Linked DNA regions of Gossypium arboreum: region 2 is linked to region 1. A link is a contact called in public Hi-C data. All regions are on one chromosome and are shown on one strand. Each heading gives the region's core, a stretch centred on a gene start, on an enhancer-like site or on the middle of the called end of the contact. The rest is flanking DNA. Distances are from core to core; before and after follow the strand shown. Region 1 holds the start of LOC108466060 (14-3-3-like protein A). Region 2 overlaps LOC108453569 (transportin MOS14).

The links. Hi-C and Micro-C count contacts between places; a contact is called where the count stands out from the background.
Region 2: a Hi-C map of leaf shows a contact between it and region 1, with 2.4 times the contacts expected there. The contact joins the enhancer-like site here to the promoter of LOC108466060 in region 1. A contact is called at or near these places in 2 of 5 Hi-C or Micro-C datasets (both in leaf).

What each region holds. Positions count from the first base shown.
Region 1 is chr7:95,879,145-95,884,537 of ASM2569848v2, reverse strand. LOC108466060 (14-3-3-like protein A) reads left to right here and starts at 2,340. Exons shown (of 5, transcript XM_053030701.1): 1 at 2,340-2,591; 2 at 3,260-3,773; 3 at 3,904-4,026; 4 at 4,631-4,747; 5 at 5,220-5,393. The coding sequence starts at 3,288. The coding sequence ends at 5,282.
Region 2 is chr7:95,944,131-95,949,523 of ASM2569848v2, reverse strand. LOC108453569 (transportin MOS14) reads left to right here. Exons shown (of 27, transcript XM_017751745.2): 26 at 800-977; 27 at 1,122-1,775. The coding sequence ends at 1,400. Among protein-coding and RNA genes, the nearest start is that of LOC108453569, 22 kb to the left of the region's middle. Within about 2 kb of position 3,318, at least 2 of the 2 cell types and tissues checked have an H3K27ac peak or open chromatin away from gene starts, as enhancers often do. A contact at or near this core is called in leaf, where this site is marked.

The sequences.
Region 1 (5,393 bases), core at 1,091-3,590:
AATAGGGTTATTAATTCTACAATGTTGCTTCATATATTTTGAACCCAAAAGCTACTCTTTATTTCGATTTCATCATACCATTGCCTGCCATGTTACTAGTAAGCATGCTTCTAGTTTATGCTAACTACGAAGAGACATTTTTGGTTTACAATCCTTGCTTATTTGTTTACATTATTTTCTATACAAGGCATTTTTCTAATTGGGAAAGATATATTGAGGATAATAGAGGTATACTGCTCATCATTCAGCAATTTTTCTTATTTTTCACTTACATTTCTTAAATTCATTTATTATGAATCATGCTTCTGGTGAAAAAGACGTACGTATGTATAAATTCTTCAACACTAAACAAAAGATAGTTTATTACATACCAAAGGCATGTTGTAGGAGAAATAGGGAAGATAATAAAGAAGAAGGAAAAAAAGACTAGATCATTTGCACACTTTAGATGATCAATGACCTTAACTTAGAAAAACTTTTTGAACAGTTTTATGATATTTAATGTGCTATTTGATAAATTTGAGTGTGCTTCAATTATTGTCTAACATTGCCGGTCAATAGCTTCAGCTGGATTGCTCCGGAAACATATGGTTTAAATTTCATTGATTTTTTAAAGGAATTAATTTACTCAATATTAAATTTGAAAAGGACTAAAAGAATTTTTTACTACAACATTCTATACATTAAAAATTGTCGGAGGCCTTGGAAGTGTGATTTTCTTAATACTGAACTCAAATAACCTGAAGGGGTGTACCAAAAGAAAGAACAGTCTTCGTATGATAAAAATCATTTGAAGCTTGACAAAAATGAATATCATAATATTAATTTTCATAAGCTCAAAGTTAGCTAATCAAATTTGTGAAAACTAGTGATTAATTGTGAATACTTGTTTTCTCTTAATATTTTAATTTCAAATATAATAATGAAATACAAAAAATTTATTTTATAAAAAAATTTATTATTAAAACCTAAAATGTTGAGTCCAAATATTATATTTTGTCGATAATTTCAAGGTTTAAAGCTTCAAGTAAGCTAACTTGAGGCTTTGGTTCTCCCAATACATTAGTCATATAGCCTAAAGAGATACACAAACAGAAAAGAATACATTTCATAGTATAAGCATTATCTAAGGTTCAACAAAAATGTATATCATAAGATGGATTTAAAAAGGCTTAAATTTGACTAATCAAATCTCAAACACCGTTGAACTTCAACTTTGAAAATTGCTTTGTCCTAGACATAAATAAATATCATAATATGGATTTATAGGGTCTCAAATTTAGTTAGTCAAATTGTCAAAACCCAACTTTAAGAAATTGTTTTCACCTAATAATTTAAATTTCAAAATAATAATAATAATAATAATAATAATAATAATAATAATAATATTCTTAAAAATGATTATTAATAACCTAAATTCTATGTGTCAAATTATAATAATATCGCACTTTCTTAAAATTCCTAAATTTACAGTTTGGAGTATATTATTTTGAGAACTTGGTTCCCTAATTCAATAATCATATAACCTAAAGGGATATACCAAATGAAATACCACATTTCATACTACAAATATTGACAAAATGAATATCATAAGATGAATTTATAAGAACTCAAAGTTGACTAATCAAATATTTCAAAACACATGAAAAATTTGAAAAATTGTTTTCTTCTAATAACTCAAATTTCATACGTAATAATGAAAACTAAAAATTGTGTCATGAAAAACAATTTCCACTAAATTTAAGAGATTAATGCGGAAACCTAATCCTCGTAGAATTAAACTTATATAATTTAATGGGATATACCAAAAGATAAATATAAAATATAAAAATCATATAATTAAAATCATTGGAGGCTCGAAAAATAGAATATCATAAGATAAATTTTAGAGGTCTAAATTAACTAATTAAATTGGTCAAAACACACGAAAAACAATTCTAAAAAGTCGCTTTCGTCTAAAATTAAGAGTGATGAAAGAAAAATGAAAATGAATTGAAATAAAAATTAAAAATGAGTTAGCAATTTTAATTACATGCAAAACACTATTTTTTATGTGAAAGAGCATAATTTACAAGATAAAAACAAAAAAAACTACCTAATAATTTCTACTCAATTTCATACCTAAACAAATATATCTATTCAATTTCATACCTTTTCAATAATTCATTATCATTTCAATATTTTTATTCTAAATTTCAATACATTATTTTGGATTTAATTTTTTTCAAAATAAAAATACTACAATTTAAGATAAAATACTAAAATAATATTAAATTATTGAAAAATAAATTAATAACAATGTATGTTAGTTTCATACAATTTTCCTCTTAAATATGTACTAACTCAGCTCTCAGCTTCACAAGCCCAAAACTCCAAGGGAATCTCTGCTATCCACTACTTGTCGCCGTCTCATTGGACCACCCTCTCTTTCTCCCTTACTCTCTTTGATACTTTTTTTGTTTGTTTTTTTGGTGTAATCTTTGATACCCTTTTTATAAAAAAACCAGCCCTCTAGCTGTTCAGAGTTTAGTCTTCACTCCCTAGAATAATTTTCTCTTTCTCACTTCCACCAACGAAAAAGTCGTCGATCGGTACGTCACTCTTGGTCGTCGTTTTATTGATAATTTTGGATTTTATTTCTTTAATTTGAGATCTATAGGGTTTTAATTTTTAAACGTTTCCCGATTTTGTTCTTAGATTTTTTATTAATGCAATGAATGGTTTTGTAGCTTCTTCTTTTTTCTTTTTGTTTTAATTTTATAGGTTTAGAATCAATCTGTTTAGGATTTGAGCTCTTCATTGCGTGATTTTCCTAATTAGGGTTTCTTTTCTTCTTTGGTGTTCTGTTTGGTTCCTTGAAATTGGGGAAAAAAGAAATAGGAAATTTTGTTCCCAAGCTGTAGAGTAGAAAGTTCAGCTAACCAAAAATAACAGTTTGGATACTGAGGAACTGTTGGAAATTGGAATGGAGGATAGGAGCTAGTGCTGATGATTCATCTTACTCACAATTTGGATCTTTTTTTTTTGGATTATTAATTAAATGTAGGTTATATCTTTTGGTAGTAAGATTGGATCTAGAAGTTGGAAAATTTTGAAGAACCGAAGAGCTAAAAATTGGGGGGGGGGGTTATGTTTAGGATTGAGGAATGAGAATATCTCGAATGATTGTTCTAGATGTGGATGCTCTTGTTTAGACCCATGATTTGGTTAGAAATGCTTGTATTAAAAAAAAAGAGAGTAAATCTTGCTCTGTTCTCAGGATCACGTATTAGATTGATATTGTAAAGATGTCTTCAACTGAATCATCACGAGAGGAAAATGTTTACATGGCCAAGCTGGCTGAGCAGGCTGAACGCTATGAGGAAATGGTGGAGTTCATGGAGAAAGTTGCAAAAACTGTTGATGTTGAGGAGTTGACTGTTGAGGAACGGAACCTTCTCTCAGTGGCTTACAAAAATGTGATTGGGGCAAGGAGGGCGTCTTGGAGGATCATCTCTTCCATTGAGCAGAAGGAAGAGAGCAGAGGAAATGAGGATCATGTTGCACAACTAAAGGAGTATAGGGGTAAGATTGAAGCTGAGCTTAGCAAGATCTGTGATGGGATTTTGAGCCTTCTTGAATCTCACCTCATTCCTTTGGCCTCATCTGCTGAGTCGAAGGTGTTCTACCTTAAGATGAAGGGTGATTATCACAGGTATCTTGCTGAGTTTAAGACTGGTGCTGAGAGGAAGGAAGCTGCCGAGAGCACTTTGTTGGCTTACAAGTCTGCTCAGGTGGGTCAATTGCTGATGCAGTCTTGTCAGTATGAGTTATTTTCTCTATAATTCCTTAAGCATTTCTTTCACTGGAAAGATTAAGATCAAAATTTCTAAGCCGTTTTATTTTTGATTTTTGTGATGGCAGGATATTGCTCTTGCTGAGCTTGCTCCTACTCACCCAATTAGGCTGGGGCTTGCTCTCAACTTCTCTGTTTTCTACTATGAAATCCTCAACTCACCTGATCGTGCCTGCAATCTTGCAAAACAGGTGTTTATTTTCTACTGCTTTGCTATCAATATCTTTTCTTTTTATTTATTTGTCATTGATGTAGAACAGTTAAAAGAAGTAAACTCGTCTGGCTTTTAATTTCTTGGCGTGGTTCATCTGTTTCAGAGGGCATAGTAAATTGTTTTAATCTAATTCTACCCCAACTGGATTTAATTGTGATGGCAACTCCTTGTATCGAATAAACTAGTTGCAAGTTTGAGGAGCCATTTTGTTAACACCTAAAAACTACTGTGCGAATCTGGTTTGTACTAATGGTACGGACATTGAACTTAGGACAAAAGAGTTAAATTGATTACTCTAAATAAACTCATTTTGCTTATGAAGTCTAATTATTACATTAAGTTTTCCATTTTCTAGTGTAGAGCAAGTCTGAACAGAAATGTTATTGCTTTTATCCATAAGAAGTCTGGTAATGTTGTAAATTGATGTCCATTTTACTGGGATTTGTTAATTTAATTCTATGTATTAAGGCATGACAATTAGATTGTTCTTATGCGAATTTCCACAAATGTCTTCTCGAGGGCATGAATTGACTGTCTAACGGTTGCTTGCAAACTAAAATGGCATGTTTTTCGTTTGGCAGGCTTTTGATGAGGCTATTTCTGAGTTGGATACTTTGGGTGAGGAATCTTACAAAGATAGTACATTGATCATGCAACTTCTCCGGGACAACCTGACCCTTTGGACATCTGACATCACGGTATCCCCCCCCCCCCCCCAAATAAGTTTGTGTGTGCACACGATCATGAAATTTTCATGCGACATGGATATGAAAAATGTCTAAAGCTATATTCCTGAGTGAACTTAGTTGCTTTCATGGACATGACTACAGTTCTCTACCATGTTCTCTAAACTTCCTGGCATGACATCTCATAGCTTAATGTCAGGACTAATATTTCAAAGTTTTCAGTTAATCTCCGAGATTATCAGTGCTTCTTTACCTATATCAAGAATGTTTCTTCACAGCATACATGCCAAACACATTTCACCTCAGCAGAGTAGTTTCAGAACTAATATTCTGATGTTATTGTTGTTAACCTGGGGCTTCGTATTATCTCATGGCTCATGTTAATTATTTCATTGATCAACACTGGATGTTCCTTTTTACCTGATGATGGATTTTTTTGAAGTTCCTTATTCAGATGATTTATTGTCTTGTTCCTTGGTTTTAGGATGAGGCTGGAGATGAGATCAAGGAAGCTTCAAAGCACGAGTCAGGCGAGGGACAGCAGTGATAAGTTAATAAAAATTGTTCTCTGTACCTTATATTTGCAGGTTTACAATACATAGATGCAATGTTAGTTGTTGTAGAGGGTTTTGGTTTTGTTTTCAATGCATTCACCAGC
Region 2 (5,393 bases), core at 2,069-4,568, 64 kb before region 1:
TGTGTGTATGAGGAATGATTCACTTAATACTGGTTAGTTTTACTTTCTTTTTGTATTTTTTACACAATTTTATATTTATTTAACACAATCATTTTATTTCATATGTAGATCATGCACCTCAATTTTTGAGTAAATTAAAATTATCTAACTAATTGTTTGATTTAAAATTTCATTAGTTAAATATGTATCTCTCTCTCTATATATAAATATATACACATATATAATGTATGAAAGGGATCCAGAGATCCAATTACACTAATGTAATACTAAAGAGTTCTACACTTGTATCTAACCCTTAGATCAAAATTAAATATACAGCTAAGATTAAAACATACTTTTATTTATCTTTCCTTTTTCATTGACAAAGAGAAACTATACACTCGTATAGTGTAAATATATATGATCAGTATCCTATACACTTGTCAGTAGAAGTTAAATCCGACATGTGCCCTTGTATTACATTTAGAAAGATAAAAATTAACCGAAAGGGAACTTAAAAAAAAAAAGATAAAAATAACCAAAATAGACACTTGGTGGTTTCTTAATCTTGCTTGAGAAGTTAAAAAATCCGCCGCCAGTGGATAGAATAATAATTCATCTATATTGAGAGAGAGAGAGAGAGAGAAGAAGAAAACTGGTATTGGATGATAAATAGGATTTTCAGATGTTCAAAGAAAGAAAAGAAAGATTATATTGGTATATCCCAAAATGTAATTATCATTAATTATGATTGAAGGTAATTAATGATTTATTATTAAATGTTCTAGAAATCTATCGCCTAATTATATTTTTTTTGCAGAGAGGCCTCCAATTCCATCTTGACCTTCTTGTCTGATATCTTTGATCTTGCGAAGTCTAGCAAGGGAGAACAATTTTTATCCATAAGGGATAGTGTCATTATTCCGCGAGGAGCTACCATTACTAGAATCCTGGTGGCTTCCCTAACTGGAGCACTCCCAAGTTCTCGATTAGAGACGGTAGCTTCTACTACATTTGTTGTATTCTCCATATTTTATGCGCATTGACCTTCAAATGATTAATTAGCAGAATAAGTTTAAACCTCTATTGCCTGAAGTAGTATCTTACACGATGAATTTTGTGGGGGCCTTTCACTACTTCAGGTAGCATATGCACTTCTAGCACTAACTCGAGCATATGGGATGCAAGCTCTGGAGTGGGCTAAGGAAAGTGTTTCATTGATCCCATTGGCTGCTGTCAAGGAGGTCGAACGCATAAGATTTTTGCAAGCTTTGTCAGATGCTGCCTCCGGAGCTGATGTCAATGTCCTGATGATCCCTGTTGAAGAGTTATCTGATGTTTGTCGTCGTAATCGAACAGTTCAAGAGATTGTGCAAGGAGCACTAAAGCCACTTGAGTTGAATCTGGTACCTGTACCATAGTGGAAAGAAATAAAGAAATAGTAGTGGAGGGGGCTGTTTTTCTGAGGCCTCATCTTGCTTTAGCAGCCGAATGAATAACTCGATCCGCTATTTGCTGTTTTGATTCATTCTTGATTTTGTATCTATCATCATTGGTCAATTTTCCAACTGTCTTTGAGGTGAGTGTTGGGCATTTATTTGTTTCACAATAGGGAGAGAATGGGCTGTTGTATCTTCTTCTGCTCGAGATATGGGGTGCTCCCAGTCGTCTCGAATGCACTGGCTTTCAATTATTATTTATTTTAATTTTGGGTGAAAAGGCCTTGGTGTTGGTATACAGTGTTGTAAGTTTAGTTTTGTAATGGTTAGAAGGTGAAAGACGGATTTTTTTCTGCATTTGCATGTTTCTCTGCATGTTAAGTACACCAGAACGATCTTCTTCGCCATGCATTATTATTGTATCCTTACAACCAATCATTTTATAATCAGCTTTAGATCTGAAACAATTCTTATATCCAATGATTAAAAAGTCGGACATTCGAAAATCGCCTTGGACCGCTCGGTGACTTGTACGATTCTCTCATTTTCCTGATTTTTTACCAAAAAATATAGATACTGAAATAAGAAACATTATAAATTGAGGGATCAATTTTCATTATCTAATTAATCTCGGTTTGCTGAATTAATTTAAAGATAAGTTATTATTAGATTGACATTTACTCTAGGATAGTTAATTATATGTTTTGGATTAATGTTATAAACTAATTAATTAAATTAAGTTGAGTATTATTTGATAAACTAAAAGGTTAAGTGTTGAACATTTTCTAATACAAAATTTTATAGGTTTTAAATTTATATTATAAATTTGTTGTGTTAATAAAAAGTGTAAAATACACCTATTAGAAATTTTTTGTTATCTAATTATAAAAGTTACAAAGTGGTTGCTTAATTATTGATAAATTTCTTTCTTGATCACCCAACTATCAAGAGTTATAGAATGGTTACATAACTCTTGAATATTTTTTATCACTAATGACTATCGTAAAAATGAAAACACTTGAAATAGTTGGGTAGCTAAGGCAATAACTTTGTAACTTTTTATAGTTGAATGACCAAAAGAAATTTATTGATACTTGGGCAATCACAAATGTAGTTTACCCTAATAAAATTAAGTACCACATATAATGTTGTTTAATAATAATAAATCTTAATTTTCGAAAATTATTTATTTCATAATTTTAATGTTATTGATGTAATAATTTATATTATTTTAGAGATTTTGGATAAAATTAAATATAATAATTTGAATATTTTACTTTTAACAAAACTAACAAGATAATTTATTTTGAATATAATTTTTTAATCTTTTCAACTTTTAAGTGATAAATAGTTATTTATTTACTTAAGTCATTCAACTATTTTTTTGAAAATTTTGAATTAAATAAAAATTATTATGGTTATCAAACTCATAAAATTAAATGTTAAAAATTTCTTTTCAATGAAAAACAAATTCAATGATTTATCTAATGCCTTTAATTAATTTAGGATATCTTAGGATTGCATTGGGTTGTTGGATATAGTTTAGATATATAATTAAATTAATTTGGTGTATAATAATTTGAGTTAGGTCTTAGTTAGATTAAAACTAATTTATTTCTAGTTCAAATAGCAATTTGGTCCTAATTTAATTTTAAAATGAGCAGTTGATTGACAAGCTGTGGGCAGCTCGAGAGGTCCCCAGGTGGGACGACCCTACCCATTTGGGCAATGAAGCTCAATCCATAGTCCACATGGATCATGAACGTCACAATCAGAATGACCCACCCGAAAATAGCAACCAGTCGGTCGTGTCCCAGAATACTCAAGGCAACAGCAACGCTTCCTCGGTGGAGCGACTCAAGGCATTCAATATAAAAATGCTATAGGAAATGGAGGCAAAGTAGATGAATCCATTTGGAACTATTCCAGTGAGCCACTCGTTCCTGAGGTATTAGCCAATCATATCTTAGCTTCTTTCATGTTCCCGAAATTCATATTCAATGGCTCAAGAGACCTAGAAGGCCACTTAGCTCGTTATAACAATCACATGAAAATTCTTAGGGCCTTTAACACTATCATGTGTAGAGCATTCTTCATGACCCTCTCTCAAACGGCTCGACAGTGGTACCTATCAGTACTTGAGGATCCATTCACTCCTTCGAGCAATTACATGGGCAATTAATGAGCTGCTTCCTGGCCAACAAAACACTTCAACAGTCTCCCGCTTATCTGATGACCATATGCCAAGGGGTGAATGAATCCCTCCGAGATTATGTTCGTAGTTTCAGTGCAACCACTATGATAACAATGGGGGTTACAGATTAAGGGGTCATCCACTCCTTTGCTGTCGGGGCCACCCACCAACATTTGAGGTACATCATTATTGGGAATCAACCGAGCAAGTTATCCGCGTTGTATGAAATGGTTCACAAATTTTTGAAAGGTGATGAAGTAGAAAGAGCTCGTGCCAACTCTTTTGTGTCCACCATCCAGCAGTCTAATCCTCCGCGTCGTTCCCCTCCACAACGTTCTCAAGGCTATCAGCAGCCAATGACCCATTCTAGGGTAGGCAACATGGAGCATAGGCAATACAACCCTTCAAATCAGAGAGATCGACAAAGGGTTAATAATGTCCATGCCTCTGACTGTTCAGGACCCATCCAGGGGAACAAGGTTGGCTAAGATCAAAGGTTCCGGGCACCTTACAATCAATATAGAACTTACCATGAACTCACCTGCTTTCTAGCCCAGATATTCGATCAGATCGAGTACCAAGGTATTTTGTAAATGCCACTCCAGCTAACACCTAGCCAGGATCGCAATAACTCAAACCATCACTATATATATTACAATGCTCTTAAGCACCACACAAAGCATTTTGTACATTTGAAGAACATAATAGAATTGGCAATCCGAAAAGGGCAATTAAAACAATAGCTGCCCTAGGAACCATATCAACTGAACATGACTTATGATGAAGAAGCAAGGCTATCCGGACTACGTCGAGATGATAAGGGTAAACATCTTGTTAGGGACATAATTGATATACTAGTTGGAAGCAAGCATGTAGAATGGGTAACCTCTAATTCCAAACAGAACGCACATCTTAGAAGCATAATGTCTATAGTAGTCTCTGTGAAAAACCCCAGGCCTTCTCCATGGCAATTGAAGTTTTCTGAGCATGATGAGCGGGTCATTGATGTAGAGGGAGATGCCCCCCTAGTGATTTTCGCCACCATTTCTTCGTTTCAAGTCAAAAAGATATTAATGGATATAGGAAGTTCAATGGATATTCTAATGGCTAAAGCTATCCATAAAATGGACTTTTCAAGGACTCACAGTTGAAGCCGGCAAGCCTGGCCTATTGCTTAGCCAACCAACCCATTGCAGTCTAAGGTTCTATTGCCATCTTGGTTGTTGTAATAACCCGACTTTTAGTGGTGTCGGAAACAATAGTTTCGAGATCCCAATTCCAACGAGTGACTCCGTAAATATTATTATTTAGTACTTATGAGTCAATATTAGTGTTATATTTAATTTTGTTCTAATAATTTTGCTAATTGGACAGTTAACTATAGTACAAATAGTTTGACCCTAAAGTTAGTAATTTTGGAAAATAATGTATAGGGACCTCATTTTCGTAAATTGAGATTGTAAATATTTAAAATATTTATGGAGTTTTTATACGATATTTTTAATCTTGATCTGAAAATTTTAGTGATTGAAGGGTTAACTAATGTATAAAAACTAAATCGTAAAAAGTTAATCACGTTTAATTTCTAAGTGTTAAATGGTTTAATTAGTGAATGTGTAAGGATATAAGTCACAATTAAACCACTTTTAAAAGGGTTAGAAGGTTAGTGGATATTTTTAATTGAAATTATGTTACTAATAATTAAAGGTAATAAAACATAAAAAAAAAAGTCATCATCTTTCCATTTCTCCTTTCCACCGTTTTCACCATTTCTGAATAAA